Linked DNA regions of Sus scrofa: all the other regions are linked to region 2. The links are chromatin contacts, called in public Hi-C and promoter capture Hi-C maps. All regions are on one chromosome and are shown on one strand. Each heading gives the region's core, a stretch centred on a gene start, on an enhancer-like site or on the middle of the called end of the contact. The rest is flanking DNA. Distances are from core to core; before and after follow the strand shown. Region 1 overlaps ITSN1 (intersectin-1). Region 2 overlaps CRYZL1 (crystallin zeta like 1). Region 3 holds the start of TMEM50B (transmembrane protein 50B).

Region 1 (3,890 bases), core at 321-2,820, 150 kb after region 2:
AAAAAAAAAAAAAAAGTAATGTTTATATAAATAAAACAATCTCAGTGATCTGTGCCAGGTTTCATCTTTTTTTTTTTTTTTTTTTTTGCTTTTAAGGGCCACACCTGCAGCATATGGAAGTTCCCAGGCTAGGGGTCTAATCAGAGCTACAGCTACCAGCCTACACCACAGCCACAGCCACACCAGGTCTGAACCACACCTGTGGCCTGTACCACAGCTTACAGCAATGCTGGATCCTTAACCCACTGAGCAAGGCCAGGGATTGAACCTGCATCCTCATGGATACTAGTCAGATTCGTTTTCACTGAGTCACGACAGGAACTCCTGAGGCTTCATCTGCATACTTCATTGTTTGTCCTGGTTTAGGAAAGAAACTTTGAAGTTTGGGTAGGGATCTTGCCTTAATTCAGCAAATAGAATAAGAGGAGAATTTCAGTTGGTTATGCATTTTGGGGAAAATGATCTGATTTGTATGTTCTGTTTTGTCCAAATTTGGGTGGATGGGAAGGGCTAACATGTGTCTGTGTGGATTATTCATATGAGAAGATGCTTTCACGTCTTCCCCACTGAGCTGTGTCTCTGTGCTGTTCAGCCATATAGTACGCAGAGATCTATTACACACAAGCCAGTCTGTATCGCATGGTGGTGGTTCCAGAGAGGACTGGTTCTTAGCCTCTCGTGGAAGGTGGTATTTGTTTGTTTGTTTGTTTTCTTTGGGGAGAAGCACCTGTGTCATATGAAAGTTCCCAGGATAGGGGTTGAATTGGAGCTTCAGCTGCTGGCCTACCCCACACCCACAGCAATGCTAGATCCAGGCCAGGTCTGTAACCTTTACACCTCAGCTCTCAGCAATGCCAGATCCTTTAACTCACTGAGCAAGACCAGCAATCAAACCTGTATCTTCATGGATAATAGTTGGTTTCCTTTTTTTTAGTCTTTTTAGGGCCACACCTGAGGCACGTGGAAGTTCCCAGGCTAGGCGTTGAATTGGAGCTGTAGCTGGCAGCCTGCACCACAGCCACAGCAACGCCAGATCTGAGCTGTATCTGCAACCTATACCACAGTTCCTGGTAACTCTGGATCCTTCACCCACTGAGTGAGGCTGGGGATCGAACCTGCATCCTCATGGATACTAATCGGATTCATTTCCGCTGAGCCACGACAGAAACTCCCATCAGTCAGGTTCTTAACCTGCTGAGCCACAACAGAAACCCCCCAAGTTTTTAATTAAGACATTTCTATTTTTTCAACCTAAAAGTTAATGCTTAGAGATATTTTTCTTAAGGTAAAAATAAAAGTCACCTGTTCCCTAATAAAGGCTGGAAAACCTGACCTTTGCATAAAATGTGTAAAAACTGTATTGAATAATTTCAGCAGAATGTAGGCAAATACAGTTGCTTGTCAAGTCACCCATGAAAACTCCAGACAGCTAGCTGAGATCCTAATTATTAAAAATCTCTTTTTTGATTTCTGTTTCCAGCTTCAGGTTTATGTTAATCCTCAGTTCAACCCCATTAAGGATCAAAGTTCAGGACAGAATAGTTCCTGTGTAAACTACTGAGTCACTGTACAAACACTGAGGTCACCTCGTTTGCATTTGATCCCAGTGCAATTGGGAGATTATTCTCTTGTCTGCTGAGTTGTACTTTGGGTACATTTTTTAAAGCTTATAAATAGGCAGTCAGTCAACAAAAAAATCAGGAGAGCTATAACTGTTTTAACTTTATTTCAGTGAAAAGCATTTGGCAAATATTTGATTCCTTGGCAGGAAAACAAGAACCTGCCTGACCAGTGAATAAATGCAGCTTCACCATAGAGGATTTGGGATGTGATTAGGAGTCTTTTTTTGTTTTTAATAATGGTTTTTATTTTTTCCATTATAGCTGATCTACAGTGTTCTGTCAATTTTCTTTTTTTTTCTTTTGCCTTTTTTGCCATTTCTAGGGCCACTCCCGCGGCATATGGAGATTCCCAGGCTAGGGGTTGAATCGGAGCTGTAGCTGCTGGCCTACACCAGAGCCACAGCAACACCAGATCCGAGCCACGTCTGCAACCTACGCCACAGCTCACGGCAACGCTGGATCCTTAACCCACTGAGCAAGGCCAGGGATAGAACCCGCAACCTCATGGTTCCTAGTCGGATTCATTAACCACTGAGCCACGACGGGAACTCCTCTGTCAATTTTCTACTGCACAGCAAGGTGATCCAGTCACACATACAAGTATATATTCTTTTTTCTCACATTATCATGCTCCATCACAAGTGACTGGACATAGTTCCCAGTGCTATACAGCAGGATCCCATTGCTTATCCATTCCAAAGGCAATAGTCTGCATCTATTAACCCCAAATTCCTAGTCCCTCTCACTCCCTCCCCCTCCCTCTTGGCAACCACAAGTCTATTCTCCAAGTCCATGATTTTCTTTTTTGTGGAAAGATTTATTTGTGCCGTATATTAGATTCCAGATATAAGTGAAATCATACGGTATTTGTCTTTCTCTTTCTGACTTACTTCACTTAGTATGGGAGTCTCTAGTTCCATCCATGTTGCTGCAAATGGCATTATTTTGTTCTTTTTGATGGCTGAGTAGTATTCCATTGTTTATGTGTACCACATCTTTCTAATCCAATCATCTGTTGATGGACGTTTGGGTTGTTTCCATGTCTTGGCTGTTGTGAATAATGCTGCGGTGAACATGCGGGTGCATGTGTCTTTTTCAAGGAAAGGTTTGTCTGGAGATATGCCCAAGAGTGGGATTGCTGGGTCATATGGTAGTTGTATATTTAGTTTTCTAAGGTACCTCCATACTGTTCTCCATAGTGGTTGTACCAATTTACATTCCCACCAACAGTGTAAGAAGAGGGTTCCCTTTTCTCTACACCCTCTGATTAGGAGTCTTTGAGGGATGAGAAAACTGCCTGCCTGGACTTTGGATCTAAATAAGGTCATTTTCTCCCTCATTCATTGCTATCCTCTCTTTCTCTCCTAGGAGTCTCAGCAAATGCTTGGGAGACTTATTCCAGAAAAACAGATACTCAATGACCAATTAAAACAAGTTCAGCAGAACAGTTTGCACAGTAGGTGTTTTATTTCTAAAGTTGGCATTTTCCTTTTTTTACTGGCAAGAACTTCCTTAATTGAAAGGACAACACGACAAACCATTTTTCCTAACTGCCAGGTTGTTTTTCTCATCTTGCAATGTTTTTCTCAAACAGGAGATTCGCTTCTTACCCTCAAAAGAGCTTTAGAAGCAAAAGAACTAGCTCGGCAGCAGCTCCGAGACCAACTGGATGAAGTGGAGAAAGAAACTAGATCGAAACTCCAGGAGATTGATATTTTCAATAATCAGCTGAAGGTAACAGTTCTGTGTTTGCCTACCTGTATGTGCTAGTCTTTAAGTTTTCTAACTGGCTAGGTGATTCGTAGGTATTTGATCCCAGGCAGAAGCATTTATTACGCAGGTTTGTCGGCCTTTATGAAAGCCTTCACAGTTATGAATGAACATTAAGCAACCTGAAGTTGAATTTTTCTCCTTTAAAATATAAAAGTGAGGAGTTTCCGCTGGTGGTACAGTGGGTTAAGAATCTGACTGTACCTGCTCGGTCTCTGCAGAGGTGGGTTCCATCCCTGGCCCAGCGAGATGGGCTAAAGGATCTGGTGTTGCAGCACCTGCAGCACACGTGGGTCACAGCTGCAGCTAACATTCAATCCCTGGCCCAGGAACTTCCATATACCATGGGTGCAGCCGTAGATATATATATATATATTTATGCTGGATACAACTTTGCTAACTTACAGCTGAATGAGTGGCCCCAACATGATGTCTGTCTTTTATCTGAATTCCATTTTGACGTCTCCATCTTTCTGTCTATTGAAAACTACATCAAGT
Region 2 (3,882 bases), core at 1,104-3,603:
CCAAAGACAATAACAACTACCGGTCATCTATCTATCATATCTACAGCCAAATAGTCAAAAGTCTCTTTATCAATGGATATTTGAGAGTAAATGCCAAAACTCGAGTAAGTACTTTTATATGACACAAGGTTGCAATAAACATTAACAACTGCATAGCAAAAAGGAAGAGACAACAGTAAAACAGAGGGCTTGAAATAGGACTAATACAACCTGTAACTTACCAACTACTTCATCATCTGGTTCGAAGAATGATACCTTGCTTCCAACTAAAGAGTGGAGAAAATTAATCATCAGTATTATCAGGTTATTAAATATAACCTATTAAAAATTTTTTTTGGTCCTTTATCCTTTTAGGGCCGCACCCATGGCATATGGAGTTTCCCAGGCTAGGAGTCTAATCGGAGCTGCAGCCGCCGGCCTACGCCAGAGCCACAGCAACACCAGATCCGAGCCATGTCTGCAATCAACAGCACAGCTCATGGCAACACCGGATCCTTAACCCACTGAGCGAGGTCAAGGATTGAACCCGTAACCTCATGGTTCCTAGTTGGATTTGTTTCCGCTGTGCTGTGACGGGAACTCCTAAAATAAATTTTAAAAGCTACGGACTGATAAAAAGTCACTAAGTCAGAGACAAGGTCAAGAACTCCTAGGACATTTTGATAGCCTCTAAGGACAAGATGGAACACTTCAAATCTGGATTCTTTACAAAATCTGGGTCATGTGGTTGTGGATATCTTGGAGAAGGATGTCTCTCTGTTTAGCTAAGGATGAAGGAAAAAAGGAAAATAACCCAGTCCATAGCTCTTACGATAATTACACTGGATACCTAGGGTTCCCCACCTCCTGTGGCTACTCTAGCCCATCATTATTTTAGTGGCAGAATTTCAGATGCACAATGGGGAATTCTGGTTAGAGATCCATACAAAATTACTTCAATTTGGGATTACAAAAATAAATTCAGAATTGTGCCAAGAAATCTGGGGCACTATACAGAAGGGATAGTTACGAGAAAAGGTCTCCATCATCAGTCAGTTCTTTAGAATATTTCTGTTCTGATAGTTACAGTCGGAAATAGGAGTAAAAAAACCAAACCTCCTTGAATGCCTACTTGTGCCAGAATTTTAGCACATGATCACATTTAATCTTCAAAGCATACTTATTGAGCAGATATTACTATTCTTTTTTTTTTTTTTTTTTTTTTTTTTTTTTTTTTTTTTTTTTTTTTTAGGGTCACACCTGTGGCATATGGAGGTTCCCAGGATAGGAAACCTAGAGCTAGGAAACCAGGAGCTACAGCTGCCCGGCCTATGCCACAGCAATGTCAGATCCTCAACTCACTGAACGAGACCAGGGATCGAACCTTCAACCTCATGGTTCATAGTTGGACTCACTTCCGCTGTGTCATGACGGGAACGCCCAGACATTACTGTTCTTGTTTAACGGATGAGGAAGCTGAGGTGGAGCAGGGAAGTGAGCGAGAAGCCTGCTGCATAAAAGTGGCCTCTCTGGCCCTGGCAACCAAAAGGCCCCAGTTTGCTGCTGCTTTGCATTCCTCCTGTGCCATCATCCCCAATACTTTTTGCTTCGGTACTTTACTCTTTCCCTTCTGCTGAGGATTCCTGTCTTCCTGAAATCACTCTGATCCTTTCTTTTTGGCTTGCTTCATTTTTAATTGTCCTTCAAACAGTGGCACTGACAAAGGTTCTATGCTGTCTGTACAGCTCTTTCACTTCTCTCTCCCTGAATGAGCTCATCAACTTGCTATTATTTTATTTAATTTATTTATTTATTTTTGTCTTTTGTCTTCCTAGGGCCATACCCGTGGCATATGGAGCTTTCCAGGCTAAGGGTCCATTTGGAGCTACAGCTGCCAGCTTACGCCACAGCCACAGCAATGCCAGATCCGAGCCATGTCTGTGACCTACACCAAGCTCACGGCAACACCAGATCCTTAACCCACTGAGCAAGGCCAGGGATCGAACCCGCAACCTCCTGGTTCCTAGTCAGATTTGTTTCCACTGCACCAATCCAACTTTCTATTATTTTAAATACAACCTGTAAACTGACAACTTTCAAATCGATGTATTTCCAGCCTAGATCACTCACCTCTGAGCTGAAAGTTACTAGATATTTCCAGGGGGATACCACTTAGCCACTCTGAATGCAAGTATAAATCCTAAACTCAGGGTCTTTCTCCAAATCAGATCCCCTTCCCTTATCCATGTGGCAGCAATTCATAGCTTAACCAGAATCTTGTAAACCATTCCTGGCTTTGACCTGTTTTAGATTAACCTGGTCCAGTCAATTATTAAGTTCTGCTGATACTGCACTGTCAGTGTGTCTTGGATCCATTCGCCACCTCTGCCACCACTGTCTCCACTAAGTTCTGGGCTTTGCCATTTTGCGCCTATTGGTCTACAACCCAAACAGTCCTCTTGCCTACAGCCTGCTTTGCCTCCCTTTTGAAGCTGCCCTTTCAATGGCCACTCTAATACTCTCTCTACAACCAAATCTGAGATATGAGCTCAGCATGGATCTGGCCCTCGCCTACCCTCTTGCCTAATTTTGGGGCAGGGAAGGAATCAGCATTCATATCGTTAAAATACTTTGTTCAGTATCTTCTCTAATGACTCTGAGTAGAATTTTGAGGGAGAATTTTCTTGACAAAATGTTTTTCTGCTGCCAAGTACCTTGCCTATGACTCCTGCCTAGAACTTAATTTTGTTCCAGCAACACCAAACTCTGTAATTCTTATATATATCACATTATTACTTGCTTTTGTGTCTTTGCTCAAGAGATCTTCTCTGCTGAGTGTGATTTTCCTCCTGAGGCCCCTTTCAGTCTGGGTGACTTCCTCCGAGAACCTTTCCCAACCTTCTGGCTGGGTGGGCACCTCTCCTTGGAGCTTTCAGAATAATCTGCTCATGCCTGTATATCTCTGTCTCTACCCCAGATTGTGAACTCTTGCAGGGCAGGGACTTTGTCTTATTTATCTTCACATCCTAAGCACTTAGCAAGTCTTCATTAAATGAGGAATAAGTGAATGATTGATTGATTGGTTATCTTCTGGCTGTTTTACTTCTTACTTTTATTTTTTTTACAATCTAAGCAGAAGAAAGGAGAGGGAATGAAATTATGACTTAGCTATGTTAGAAGACTATACTGAGAAAGAGAATCAAATATATTTTTATTTTTATCTTTTGTCTTTTTTTTTTTTTTTTTGTCTTTTCTAGGCTGCACCCGCGCCATACAGAGGTTCCCAGACTAGGGGTATAATTGGAGCTGTAGGTGCCAGCCTATGCCAGAGTCACAGCAACGTGGGATCCAAGCCAGGTCTGTGACCTACACCACAGCTCACGGCAATGTCGGATCCTTAACCCACTGAGCAAGGCCAGGGATGGAACCCTCGTCCTCATGGATGCCAGTCAGGTTTTCTAACCAGTGAACCACGATGGGAACTCCATTTTTTTTTTTAATTAAATTTTTTTTTTGAGAATCAAATATATTACAGATTAAAATTACTGGTGAAATGCAAATGTCTAACCTACATGATAATGCTCATTTATCCACTCACATATGCAGAAAGAGCGACCATAAACTGATCACTACTAGCAGCAAATAAGAACAGAACGTTTATTCAGAAACAAATTATTTCAAGTACCTTAGGCTCACTGTCCCGCATATTAAGACCACTATTTACTAACCTTTTTCTTTAAGGAAATTATAAAATCTTACTGGTTATTTCTCCCCAGTACCCATTTTCAGATGAGTAAACTGTTTACCTCTGGGGGGCGGGTTGCACATGAGGCATGTGGGAGTTCCTGGGCCAGGGACTAAACCTGAACCACAGCAGCGACCTGAGCCCCTACAGTGACAATG
Region 3 (3,361 bases), core at 109-2,608, 140 kb before region 2:
TGGGGAGGGCGTGTCTCCGGAAGAGAAACACGACATCCTTCCCCGGCTCTCATTACACCAGCTTTTTCCTGCCGCATCATTATTCAAGAGAACGTCTTGTTTTCATTTTAAGAACGAGGAGGCCTGCCACACTATTACCGGTAAAAAATGCCTAACGTCTGTTCTACGTCTGAACAGTATGACAGAAGAGAAGACAACTGACCCTGACCGAAGATGATGTAAAAGAAGCGTGACAAGCCTGGGAGTAGGAGGCTTGGGAAATGTTAAGAAAGGGGATTTATATAAAGTGCAAGTCGGTGAAGAGTTGGCGCGAAGAGGTGGGACACTCCGAAAAGAGAAATTAATGTCTTTGAGAGGTATAACGCTGGTTACACATTCACTCCAATCGGAGCTTGACTCTCCCCAACACACACACACACACACACACACACACACACACGCATGCACAGCGCTAGCAGCAGGGAGCGAGCGAGGACAATCTCATTACTGCTTTGGCTTTAAAAGGTTATATATTTACCTTTCCGATTAAGCACCTTCCAGTGATGAACTCGGAAGCCAATTTATTGGTTAAAAACCAAGCGTCTTCCCCAGCACAACTACCATTGCTACCTGGGCTACGCTCCTCATCTAAAAGGACACTCAACACTTTATGATTAATCCTGGAAAGAATGTTGACCCTCCTCTATTCCCTCTTTCCACCTCTGTCCCTACTCTCCTAAGGAGCGAGTCGGAAAAGTCCACCAAACACTTAACAACATCGCCAGCAGAGGCTGAGACCAAACGGGAGGGGTGAGCAAGTCCTCGAAAGGCCCCCAGACGCCGAGTGCGGGCCGCACGTCTCTCCCCTGCGCCGGGCACCGCGGTGAAGCTGACAGGTTCGGGATGGAAACCTGTGCAGATCCTCCAGGGAAGCAAGTCGACGGCGAGATAACGCGGCGTAGCTGCCTGCCCCGGCCGAACGCGCTCCCCGGGCGCCCAAGAAGACATGGGCTGGTGAGCAGGGAGCGGCGGAGGCCCCCGCCCCGCAGGCCGCCCGTATGCTCCGCGAACCCGCTCCGCCCCGCGACGCCGCGCACCGCGCACGGGAAAGGCCGGGCGCTGTCGTCCCTCGCAGGCCGGGCCGGCTGAGGACGCCTCTCCAAGAGCAGGCGGTGGGCGCTAGCCCCCAGCACGCCCCGAAACTGACTGCCCGCACTCACCCGGCTTCCCCCACGCCCACGCCAACGCGAGGCGCGCGCGCAGAGGAGGAAGCTGCCGTGCAGCTGTCTAGCCCGCGTCCTCCGCTCCACTTCAGCCCCCGGGAGCCGGGAGCGGGCGGCGGGCGTGAGGCGAGGGCGCCGGTGGGGCGGGGCGCGGCGCCGTGCGCAGGGAAGCAACCAATCGGCGTGCAGCAAGTGGCCGGCCGGAGGCGGGGCAAGGATCTAGGGGCGGGGCGAGGCAGCCAAGGGGCGGGGTGAGGGCGGTCGTTCTGCGGCCCCCTGGGAGCTGCTGGCTGGACTCTGCGCCTTGTGATTCGCGGCAGCGCTGACCTGACCCCTCTGTTGTTTTCTGGGCGGCATCAGTGCTGCGTTTCCGCTCAAGGACTTCAAGTGCAGCATCGGTGAAATCACACGTGTGGGAGGAGCCCAAGACCTAGAGAGCGGAGGTTGTCTTTGCCCCTGGGTTAAGCGGCTTTGACCGAGAGCAGCCCAGGGTAGGGCGTGTACTCCAGGAGGTTCTCAGAAACGGGGGGTCTCTAGAAGTGACCTTTTCCAATCCCTAACGCTCAGAAATGGAGGCCTAGAAAGGTGAGATTTCTGGTCCAAGGCTACCAACTAGTACAGCAACCCGAAGTTACCGGTACAGTACAACTACGCCTTTTATTTTTTGCTTTTTTTTTTTTTTTTTTTTTTTTTTTGGTTTTTCTATTTTCTTACTAGGGCCGCACCCATGGCTTATGGATGTTCCTGGTCCCCAGCCACAGCAACACGAGATCCGAGCTGCATCTGTGACCTACCCACAGCTTGCAGCCAAGCCAGATCCTTAACACGCTGAGCGGATCAAACCCGCGTCCTCATGGACACTAGTTGGATTCTTAACCCGCTGAGCCACAACGGGGAATTCCCTACAACTAACTAGTCTTAATTCTGTTCTTATGTTTTCCTGGCTATCTACCAGATTTTTGCTTTCTCGTGGTCCAGTATCTTCCTACTGTCTCCTTTAAAGAGGATACATCTTGAATTTTCAGTGTAACTTCAATAGCCTTTGAAAGCCTGGTCTGAATTTCCTACAGAATATAAAGTGTAATTAGTTATTTGGGGAAAAGACATTGTGTAAAAGTCCAGGTATTTTCAATGGGATTCTAAAAATGTTTTCCCCTGAAATATAATGAAATAAAAGGTTTTGTGTTCCAAGTTGTCACAAAATGCCACTCTCTTATATTCCTGTTACTCCTATAAATCTTATACATGTAAGAGAAACAACCTCTGCTTTTTATTTTTCCACTATCTCTCAGTTCTCATTTTCATGGATGTTATTTTTCTATCTTTTATATTCTGTCATTTGGCAAATAATACATTTGTAGTTATATTACCCATCATCCTGACACATATGCTAGGATCTAGATGCTCAGTAATTATTTGTTAAATAAATTACTTTTGAAACATTTGCAACCTTAAAACTAGTTAGATTACTGATCTATAAAAGTTGACTTTTTAAAATCTTACTTTTTGGGGGCAGTTCCCATTGTGGCTCAGCAGGTTAAGAACCCAACATAGTGTCTGTGAGGATGTGGGTTCAATCCCTGGCCTCGCGTGGTGGGTTAGGGATCCAGCCATGCCACAGCTGCAGCTCCAATTTGACCCCTAGCCCTGGAACTTCCATATGCTGCAGGTGCAACTGTAAAAAGAAAAATATAAATAAATAAATAAAATATTACTTCTTTTTTGAGTGTTATATTAGAATGAGGTTGGCTGCAAGAAGCAGGGGGAAACAACTACAAAATAACAGTGGCTTAAACAGAAAGCCACTGGTATCTCCCTCATGTGTATAAGTCCAAAGTTAGTCTGGAGCTGTCCAGTGTCACTTCGCAGGGACAGATCCAGCCTCCTTGTTGCAGCTAAGAGAGTCACACATGTATTTATTTATGCATTTGGAAGATAGCCTCTGTACCCAGTGTTACCTCCTGGTCCAAGGGAGCTGCTGGAGCTCTAGCCATTATGCCTGCATTCCAACCAGCAGATGAGAGGACAAAGGGAATACCCTCTCTAAGAACTTTTCCCGGGAGTTCCTGTTGTGACACAGTGGAAACGAATCCAACTAGTATCCTTGAGGATGCAGATTAAATCCCTGGCATCTCAATCAGTGGGTTAAGGATCCATCG

The links. Promoter capture Hi-C pulls out the DNA fragments that hold promoters and counts their contacts. A called contact is a pair of places that touch in the nucleus more often than the background predicts.
Region 1: a Hi-C map of liver shows a contact between it and region 2, with 4 times the contacts expected there. The contact joins two enhancer-like sites. A contact is called at or near these places in 1 of 47 Hi-C or Micro-C datasets (liver) and 1 of 2 datasets of contacts at active chromatin or transcription factors (alveolar macrophages).
Region 3: a promoter capture Hi-C map of liver shows a contact between it and region 2, with 4 times the contacts expected there. The contact joins the promoter of TMEM50B here to the enhancer-like site in region 2. A contact is called at or near these places in 1 of 5 promoter capture datasets (liver), 11 of 47 Hi-C or Micro-C datasets (blood, fetal heart ventricle, liver and 4 more) and 2 of 2 datasets of contacts at active chromatin or transcription factors (alveolar macrophages and skeletal muscle).

The regions. Positions count from the first base shown.
Region 1 is chr13:197,378,136-197,382,025 of Sscrofa11.1, forward strand. It overlaps ITSN1 (intersectin-1), which reads left to right. Exons shown (of 42, transcript XM_021070946.1): 15 at 2,991-3,078; 16 at 3,217-3,356. Among named protein-coding and RNA genes, the nearest start is that of ITSN1, 79 kb to the left of the region's middle. Within about 2 kb of position 1,571, at least 14 of the 83 cell types and tissues checked have an H3K27ac peak or open chromatin away from gene starts, as enhancers often do. A contact at or near this core is called in liver, where this site is marked.
Region 2 is chr13:197,226,823-197,230,704 of Sscrofa11.1, forward strand. It overlaps CRYZL1 (crystallin zeta like 1), which reads right to left. Exons shown (of 13, transcript NM_001098596.1): 5 at 222-266. Among named protein-coding and RNA genes, the nearest start is that of CRYZL1, 20 kb to the right of the region's middle. Within about 2 kb of position 2,354, at least 3 of the 83 cell types and tissues checked have an H3K27ac peak or open chromatin away from gene starts, as enhancers often do. A contact at or near this core is called in alveolar macrophages and liver, where this site is marked.
Region 3 is chr13:197,091,950-197,095,310 of Sscrofa11.1, forward strand. TMEM50B (transmembrane protein 50B) reads right to left here and starts at 1,359. Exons shown (of 7, transcript XM_021070935.1): 1 at 1,200-1,359.